Regions from separate parts of the Zea mays genome. Here regions 1 and 3 are each linked to region 2. A link is a contact called in public Hi-C data. All regions are on one chromosome and are shown on one strand. Each heading gives the region's core, a stretch centred on a gene start, on an enhancer-like site or on the middle of the called end of the contact. The rest is flanking DNA. Distances are from core to core; before and after follow the strand shown. Region 1 holds the start of LOC100125646 (catechol-O-methyltransferase). Region 2 holds the start of LOC100284898. Region 3 holds the start of LOC100216884 (Putative glycerol-3-phosphate transporter 1).

What was found. Hi-C and Micro-C count contacts between places; a contact is called where the count stands out from the background.
Region 1: a Hi-C map of endosperm shows a contact between it and region 2, with 3 times the contacts expected there. The contact joins the promoter of LOC100125646 here to the promoter of LOC100284898 in region 2. A contact is called at or near these places in 3 of 25 Hi-C or Micro-C datasets (ear, endosperm and tassel).
Region 3: a Hi-C map of tassel shows a contact between it and region 2, with 2.7 times the contacts expected there. The contact joins the promoter of LOC100216884 here to the promoter of LOC100284898 in region 2. A contact is called at or near these places in 5 of 25 Hi-C or Micro-C datasets (bundle sheath, ear, endosperm and 2 more).

Annotation. Positions count from the first base shown.
Region 1 is chr4:34,199,669-34,202,925 of Zm-B73-REFERENCE-NAM-5.0, reverse strand. LOC100125646 (catechol-O-methyltransferase) reads left to right here and starts at 1,794. Exons shown (of 2, transcript NM_001112577.2): 1 at 1,794-2,334; 2 at 3,112-3,257. The coding sequence starts at 1,913.
Region 2 is chr4:34,643,144-34,646,295 of Zm-B73-REFERENCE-NAM-5.0, reverse strand. It overlaps LOC100284898, which reads right to left and starts at 1,393. Exons shown (of 1, transcript XM_020552514.3): 1 at 1-1,393. The coding sequence starts at 999. The coding sequence ends at 430.
Region 3 is chr4:35,083,961-35,087,206 of Zm-B73-REFERENCE-NAM-5.0, reverse strand. It overlaps LOC100216884 (Putative glycerol-3-phosphate transporter 1), which reads left to right and starts at 1,781. Exons shown (of 3, transcript NM_001143271.1): 1 at 1,781-1,946.

The DNA.
Region 1 (3,257 bases), core at 545-3,044, 440 kb after region 2:
CTTGTTTGAATGGGCTAGAATTAAATTTATCTAGCTAACAATTAGCTCTACGTAAAATTAATTCCAATATACTCTTTATATCCTTCCTAATTTATAGGAATAAAGGTTTTGATCAAAATATAATCTCCAACAATCTTTTTGATTGGATCTCCAAAATAGACTACCTATATTTCAGATTTCTTGCTATAAAAGAAAGAGTAAGGATGATCTCCAGAGTGCGGAGTGTGCACAAGATATATAAATAATGCTATAGAGTAATATATATATATATATATATATATATATATATATATATATATATATATATATATATATATATATATATATATAGAAAATAACTTTTACTTAAATGACTCAAAACGATGATTTAGAGAGCAAAATTTAGATAACTCTTGGAGATGATCTCAGGCTATCTCCTATATCATCCTCTTCATTCTGCAAACAATGTCATATACAGTGTAAACACGCTTTACTGAAGACAACTTTAAGGTAGTTATAGTGTGAAGGAGTGTCAGCTGATCTAAGAAAACTATTCTTTCCGTTCAATTTTTAGCTTGATTATTCAAAATGATATATAAATAAGAACTTTTCGCTATAATATAAACTTTTACATATTTTAATGGTAAAGAATAGATTTCGGCACATGATAAACACATTAGTAAACTAATTATTACTCAAACCATGATTTTTGATATGGTCAAACATAAGGTTGCCAAGATCGCAATTTAAATCCTAAATCATTATCATACACAAATATATGATTATACCACTAGTAGAAACACAACTCTATGGTGGACAATAATGTTTCAGTTATCGAGCACATGTGAAAGTAAAATGGTTAGCTCGACTCAAGAACCGTTAGTGGAAACACCTTTTACACTAACGGTTTCCTTAAAACCCCGATAGTGCAAATCAAGCATTTTCACTGCTGACTTTCTTAAGAAATCATATTTGTACCGGCAGGGCCTTAATAAAGGTCCCGCAACTTCGGAAGAGACGGGTGGGTGGGGCGCTCCCATGATTAAAATCTGTTTTGCTATTTATTTTAAAACATGGTTTATATTTCCAAAAAAAATTGTATTGGGGGTTTTCTTAACTTAGGCGCCAATAAAATTTGATTTCCACGGCAGCTGCCACCGTCGTCATCGCTGACCAACCCGGCTGGTCGCCTCTCTGCTCCATCCATGCACGTTACCACTATGCAGATGCAGCCGAAACAAACACTGGCTAGAAAGGCAGCCCAACGGGCCTACTGTCATTCGCTCCGGCATCCTACTGGTGGTCCCAGTTGCACCGGCCGATGACCAGTTCATCATTTTTCTCGACGAATTTGTGCACAGAATTTACTAAAAATTCTTCGCACGTGGCAAAACCGGGGAAAAATCGACAACTAGTCGGGGTTTTTTTTCTGATAGAATAGTCCCTGCTATTCATCCATGAAAACCAAACACGTACACTACGTCACCGTCATGGATGGAGCCAGTGAACTGATGATTTTTTCCCCACCCCGCACGCAACAGCATGGGTGACAACAACCACTCCCGCTGCGGTTGGGCGAGCACATCTCTACGCACTTGACACTCACGCAAACCTAACGCATACTAGATTAATCATCGCCACCAACTATCGGCGACAGAAACGATGGGCCCCGCTTCTCTTAATCACGGTGCTTGAATTAGTGCGCGCATAGTAGTGAAAAATAATAGTGAAAAATAAGCAGTGCGTGTTTTGGTGTGGTGGTTGGTGAGCCGTCCGGCCCAATAAAAACCCCTCGCACCACCTCGTCCCTCTTCGTCGCATCGCACGCCATCAGCAGCTAGCGCGCTCCTCGAGCCCAGCAGAGAAAGGCCGGCCTACCCACTCTCTCTCTCTCTCTCTCCAGTCTCCACCGGCAGCGCTAATCGTAATAGCCATGGGCTCCACCGCCGGCGACGTGGCCGCGGTGGTGGACGAGGAGGCGTGCATGTACGCGATGCAGCTGGCGTCGTCGTCCATCCTGCCCATGACGCTGAAGAACGCCATCGAGCTGGGCCTGCTGGAGGTGCTGCAGAAGGAGGCCGGCGGCGGCAAGGCGGCGCTGGCGCCCGAGGAGGTGGTGGCGCGGATGCCCGCGGCGCCCGGCGACCCCGCCGCCGCGGCGGCCATGGTGGACCGCATGCTCCGCCTGCTCGCCTCCTACGACGTCGTCCGGTGCCAGATGGAGGACCGGGACGGCCGGTACGAGCGCCGCTACTCCGCCGCGCCCGTCTGCAAGTGGCTCACCCCCAACGAGGACGGCGTGTCCATGGCCGCCCTCGCGCTCATGAACCAGGACAAGGTCCTCATGGAGAGCTGGTGAGTAGTAGCCGCATCGCATCAACCACCTTCTACCTATCTATATCCATCACTTGTTGCTGCTGGCGTGCGCGGCATGCATGATGACGAGCTCGCTCATCATTGGTGCTACTAGTGATTTATTTCGTCCAGTAAAATTAATTAAGGTGCGCTGCTACTCTACTGGCTGCGGCTAGCACAAGGCTGGAAATAGTTGTTACTTGTTATACACGATATAATATTTCTCTAGAACAAAAAAGATTTTTTTTTTATAAAAAGCAAGCAAGAAAGAAAGTGAGTGACTTCATGTTTTTCCTAAAAAAAAGTTAGGAGTGGGATGGAAAAGTCAGCAAGGACCACTTGTTTGTTGTCCACTATCCATCCAGTGGGTGAGACTTTTTTGCGAGACGGAGCACTATATTATTGGCCGAGTCCTTTTTCTGTATCCGCAAAACGGCAGCCGTCGATCGCCGGACGGATCGACGGCTCACATGAGTGTCGAGTCCAATTCCAACCACGAGGGCGGCAAGGAAAACCATCCGTGCTGGTCTGGACTTTTTGCCAAACTCCATTCAGCCATTCGCCGACTGAAGGTGAATCTTCAGACAGCCAGATTGTTTGGTGTCTAGTGTGTGCGAAGATGGCGTAGAAAAGACTGAGAGACAGTTGGCTCACACAGACAAGTGACAACTGACTATAGTATCTGCCTGCCTGGCTGATGCTGATAGAGATGGGGACTCTTGTCCTGTCTGTTTCTTGTATGCGCTGATCTGATTCTGATCACTGCCACTCTGCCAGGTACTATCTCAAGGACGCGGTGCTGGACGGCGGCATCCCGTTCAACAAGGCGTACGGGATGACGGCGTTCGAGTACCACGGCACGGACTCGCGCTTCAACCGCGTGTTCAACGAGGGCATGAAGAACCACTCGGTGATCATCACCA
Region 2 (3,152 bases), core at 144-2,643:
CTGCACTGCAGGAGAAAAGGGTGGAGCAGTGCGGAGTGGATGGATCTACGCATCCACCAGATCCAATGCAGGTAGCCATCCCTGTCCTCCTCATAATTTGTGCCTCACCTACCAATAATACTGCACCACCTCACGCTCACTGACACCTCCTCTTCTCTCTCCTCTGTTTCCTTGCTCGTCTCATCGGGATCCATGGATGGTCACAGGACCGGGGCCGGCCGTACGACGGGGCTCGTGTCTCATCAGCTAGCAGGAGTAGTGTAGTAAGTAGGTAGGTGGCTTTGCTACTGACCTTGCTCTGCCTCCCAATCGGCCGCCGGGCTGCAGGGACGTACGTACACGTACTACGCACGCCGCCGGCCGTGCGCCTTCACTTTTGCTTGTCGGCTGGAGCACGCGCGCGTACGTACGTACGTACTACGCGTGGGTTCAGAAGGAGAAAGGGAAGGAGGAGGAGGCGAGCTCGCCGTCGCCGTCGCCGTCGCCGTCTCCGGCGCTGAGGCCGGGGAGGAGGAAGGCGCGGCAGAGCGGGCAGGTGGCCTGGCCCTTGTCGACCCACTTGTCGATGCAGGCCTTGTGGAAGGCGTGCGCGCAGTTGCCGAGCTCGCGGACGCGGTGCCGCGCCTGGAGCGCGCCGAGGCACACGGCGCAGACGGCCGGGCCCGGCGGGGCGCGGCGGGCCCCGAGCAGGTCGGCGTACCGGACGGCGGGCAGGCGGGCCTTGATGGCTGCCGGCGTGGGCGGCGGCGCCAGGGCCGCCGCCGCCGCCTGCTGCTGCTGCTGCTGCAGGGACGACGGCTGCAGTGCCCAGAGGTCCGACGGCGGCGGCGGCGGCGCCGCGTAGGCGTAGGCCGGATGGTCGTCGGCGGCCGGCGGCGCCGCGAGGCCCAGCGAGGAGAGGCAGAGCAGCACGGCGTGCCGCAGGAAGTCCAGCAGCTGCAGCACCAGGATGAGCGGCTGCGGCAGGATCACGCAGTAGCACACCGACGGGAACCCCATGGCCGGCCAGGCGACGGCGTGCGTGCAGCTGCTTCCTTGCTTTTTTGTTTCTTTGTTTTCCCCGCTCGACTAGAAGAGAAACGGTAGAAAGAGCTTGGGAGAGAGAGATAATGAGGGAGGAGGGAGAAGAGGGGAGGTGGTGTGGGGTCTATATATAAAGAGAGAGAAAGGACCGGAACAAGGGTTTGTTTTGGGGGGGCGCCTATGTTTGGAGGAGCCGGCCCTACCTAATAAGAGCAATAATGCTAGGCGCACAATGTAAATGGCCCTGCCAGTGCCACCGGCCGGCGACTTGCACGCACGGCTGAGAAAAAAGCTCATAGGTTTTTAACGCGTGTGCGTGTCATGCTTCGTTAACTCTTAGTTGTAAGTTTCACTCACACACGCCGCACCGTAACTGTACCTACGCCTTGTATATATATTTCTTCGCGTGGGAACGCAGTTTTCTGGTACCAGGACGTGTGTCCTACAGTACGTCTTCGTTTCCGGACGCATCTTTTTTTTTGGGTGCGCCTAGCATTTGCGAGCGGTTTATATGGGCTGCACGTACACGCACACATGCGTTGTCGCGGACTCTTCTTGACTGCTGCCAACACCCACTGCCACTAGGAGGTGCGGGAGGGAGGGACGGACGGGCCTTTTAATTAGCTGTTGGTGACCGCCGGTCCGGTTGGCAGTTTGGCGCTGCCCGTCCGTGTCTAATATCTATTATCTATACGTACATGCACACACCCACCGTCGTCGTCCGTGTGCTCGCTTGGTTTGGCACAGCGGCTAGCTGCTCTGCTCGCGTCCCACTCCCACCGACGGGGGCAGCAGAGCAGCAGCTCGCCGGCGGCGGCGCCCATGTCCTGGAGGAGCAAGTTACGGACTGCTGCTGATGAGACGAGGTGCGTGCGTGCGTGCATGGCAGACGATGGGCATCGCATGGGTGATGGGCGCATGCATATGCATGGTTATTGGAGCGATGAGATGGGTGGGCAGGGCAGGGCGGCAGGCCATGTGTGCGGCAGGGAAAGAAATTACCAAGGCATGTGCACGCACGTACGATCTAGGCGCGGGGGGGGGGGGCACAGATGGGTGGTGGTGGCACTGGCACCGGCACGGGTGGTAGTAATGGAAGCATTTGTTGGGCAATGTCCGTACGTAAACTGCTACACAATAAGGGCATGTACAGTGGAGAGACACCAAAACGGTTCTCCAAGCACAGGAGACAACTAAGAGACTCTATTGTACAATGGAGTGTCTATAAACGTAGTCTATTAATAAATAGAGAATTAAATGTATTTGTATAACATCAGATCGATAGAACAGACGATAAATTCGTACAGTGGGAAGTGAGGCGTCTGTTGTTACTTGGTTTACGAGCCAGAGGCGTCTCTTCACGGAGAGACGGCTCTAAGATTTTTTTGCAAATAACCCCCTAAAACACCTTAAGAGCCTCCACATTAAACACCACTATACATGCCCTAAGCAGGAAAAACCGAAAGAAGAAGACAGTAGCAGACACGAGTACAGAGGTGTCCGTGGCTAGCACTCTCTCTGCCACTCGTCTTCCTTTGCCTTTCACTTTCTTTTTTTTTTTTGCTTTTTACACAAAGCAAATAGTATTCGCTTTAGGGCCAGAGCCGGGCCTGGTGTGGTGCACGCGGCCCACGCGGAGCACGAAACAAAAGCACGCACGCACGTCGGTCGCCTCCCCCCACCCCACCCGTCACCGTCTGTAGTAGTAGCAGCTAAACGCCCACCACCGGCCATTCGCATTAGCACATGATAGGCATCCCTATATCAGAGCAGTAATCATTAGGGGAGAGGTGAGATAAATAATCGCCCATGCCCGCCGGTGCCCACCACCTCCCCCCCGGCAAGCCGTCATGGGCCGGGCCCGCCGCCAAAGGCACGCACGTCTACAGCCGTCGCTCTCGTCAGGCAGGCCCGCGCCATCGAACCATGCGTGTGCGTGTGGATGTTCGCTCGCTCCACCCGGTCGGTCCCAGCCGCCGCACTGAAATTATCAAATGACGAGCTGAGATCTTATAAACGTAATTAAAGACGGTGGAGAAATTACTACAATACTACTCCAGTACTGTAGTTGCAGGCAACCGATGGTGGATGGAGTCGCTGTGTATCCCCCAAAAAGCGGGACAGCAGGA
Region 3 (3,246 bases), core at 532-3,031, 440 kb before region 2:
GGGAAACACGTCGCTGTGTCTGTTGCGCGCCTCCGCTTCGGTACGCCACCTATCTCATCTTCATTTTCCGGCGTCGTCGTCTTCTTCTGCTATGGCCACCATTTGTGACCTGTACCGTTGGGGAAAAAACAACTCACGCGAAGCTTTACGGCGATTATTTTTGTGGTTGGATAATTACATTAATCCCACTACGTTACTACCTGGGCACTTCTGCCACCACATATGGTTTATCTGGTCCGGATGACTTGTGGCGAGAGGTGACAACGGACTCTAAATTTTACACTATAAAATTTAAGAATTGGATCGAGTTAGGACCAGATCCTATTTCTATTTATTTTTAAATTAAAATTTATTTAGAGCGATTCACCACCACTCCTACTGCGGCTCGTCGTCTATGCAACACCGTTTATCCATTCATCAGGTGTGGTGTTATGGTTATGATCTGACCAAATTATATAATTGAACTTATTTTAAATTAAATACTAGCTTAAAATACTGAGTGGTTTTCATGGTATCACAATGCACATAAATAGATCGTTTCTTAAGTCGGGGCAGACACCGAATTTGCATCAAATTTAACTTTTCGCCAAAATTTTTATGTTTTTACATTGCCTTTTAGTGCTAGTTTAACAAACACAATTTTTTAAGGATTCCCATTGTTATAAAGAAATTGGTCCTTTTAGGAAGAAGGAAATCTCTTGAAAATGGAGTTGTCAAACTAACTCTTAATTATATTTTTTTCTGACCAGAAACCGTAGTAAAAAGAAATTTTGAGTACCCCGCTCCCTTTTGCACCCAACATTTAGGACTAGTTTGCGAGTCCAAAACCCAAATGGGATTAGAGAGGATAAAATCCTCTTTTTATTAATAAGAAGAGAATTTTAGCCTCTCCAATTCTCACTGTTTTTGTGGTTTCTAAACTAACCCTTATATGAGGCGGGAGATACTACCATGATGAGTGGTGCACAAAGATTTTTTTAAATAAATAATTAAATATATAGACACTAGTTGCATACACTTGAGAGCATGGGCTATGGAACCAATTATTTGATTTTGAATGGTTGAACGCATCTCGCATGGTTTATTCCAAGAATATACCCGGCGGCCGGCGCCCATGCAGATCCCTCAAAACTTGTGGGCCATCGCAGGTTGTGGCCGCCGGCAGACGTGTAGACACGCGTGCCACACAAGATCCGGGCTCGCGCGGCTCAGTTTTTATCTGGGACAGTCGAAGCGGGGCCCACAACACGGCCATTGCCCATTGACGTGGACTGACGACACGGGGCCCACCGTCTGGCGTCACGGCCGCGGGAACGGGGAAGCGCAGCCGAAATCGCCGCTCCTGCGCGACGAGAACAGCGGCGGATCCAAGCGGGCTGGCTTTCGTGCGGTGCGGGTGCCTGTGGGCTTGTGTGGCTCGGCGCCCGTGTGGCCCGTCCTGCGGCCTGTGGCTCGGCGCCCGTGGGGACGGGCACGCAGTGACGCGGCGGTCCGGGGCGCAGAAGGACCCGCACGGCACGCGAGGGATAATTCCAGTGGCGGGAAGGGAATATTCGGATCGGACAGCTTCGCCGCCCCGTCGGCTCGGCCATGAGTTCCGATCCTCCTCCCCATTTCCGACCCTACCCCTGCCATGTCGCCGAATACCCGCGCGCTGCAAAGGCACACCAAAGCGAAGGGGCCAGTTCCGTCCAAGGGCAGCACCGTAAATCCCCGGCGCACCTTTCGATAAATGCGCTCTTGCTTCGGTGCCTTCGCCCTCCGCACCACGCAAACCGAGCTCGAGAACACCACCACGAACAAGAAAGAAACACGGCCGCGGCGGGGCGGGGCGGGGCTTCTTCTCCTTTTCCAACTCGCTGCCCGTTGCGTGATTCCGCCGCGTCGCGTCGCGTGTGCATTTGCGCGCGCGCGCAGGAGCCGCCGCTCCGATCGCCCTGAAAAAGGTCCGTGCTTTGGCCGAGCCCCGTTCCCATTCTTGGTCTCTGCGAATCCGCAGCTTGTATTGTTGCTTCTTGCTCCTTCGATGTTACTGACTTTCATGGTGGTGTGTGGTTCTGTACTACTTTTAATCGGTTTAGCCGGGCTTCTGGGTGGAAATTGACGGAAGTTTTGGTGAAGAAATCGATAGGAGTTTGGGACAATGCGGTGGTGTTTTTCCATCCAGAACTTGGGGGGGGGGGGGGGGGGGGGGGGGGAGGGGGGCTGTCAGGTACCTGTTGAGTCGGAACTCGGAAACAGCCAGCCGGATCCTGTGATTGGACTTGTGAGACCTTTGCAAGGACGTTGGGACTAGTAAAATGTCAAGATCACCTTTTTTTTACCTGCGTCCACACGGAAACTTCCTTTCTTCTCGTGCAGGTTTCAGAAAGCACGCTAGTACTTGGGGGGACTTGGGAGCTAAGGCTGTCTCCAGCAACGTCCCCTAAATTTCATACTCTAAAAGAATATTCTCTGTCCTTTACATCACTCTTTAAAAGATTCTGTACTCTATATCTTCTTCATCTCCAACAATATCCCCTAAATTTCACCCTCTATATCAACAATGCTACTAGATTTGATATTATATATTATTTTTTACCGCTCGTCAGCACGTGTATAGAAATCAGCACAGTGTATAGAGCACCGCCGTACATCCTCTATACATAGCGCATGCATGTCATCCTCTAAATTTTAGAGGATCTTTTAGAGTCCCTTGTTGGAGGGATAGAGGATCTGACAAACCTCTATATTTAGAGGACAGGAGTTTTTACAGGACCCTGCTGGAGCGAGCCTAAGTCTTCCTTGATAGGCTGCTACAAACGCAGCTGACCTAATGTTAGGAGGGCACTAATTTGGCGAGATTCTGATCAGTGGGACATTTTATGAGATGCAAATTTAAGTACCCTGTCTAAGACCCTGTTATATTATATAATCCAACTTAAATAAGTTAAGTGACAAACAAACAACACAGATTATTATGTGGATTATATAATCTAGACAACTAGATTATGATAATTCATAAGTAGGTCATTAGGTGCTTGTATAATCTAGAGGTTGAATTATATAATCCTGCAAGGAAACAAATAGGCGAGCCTAATTGTAGGTGTCTCGTGTCTATGATCCGAGATTCCGAGGTCACAGTGTGATCATAGAATCTGACTGCGGAGTAAGTAGATCAATTTTTAGAGCATGATTGCATATTATGAAGTAAAAGAGTTGGCTAACATCTGCTGTCTCAGACTCTTAATTATCCACGTAGAATTC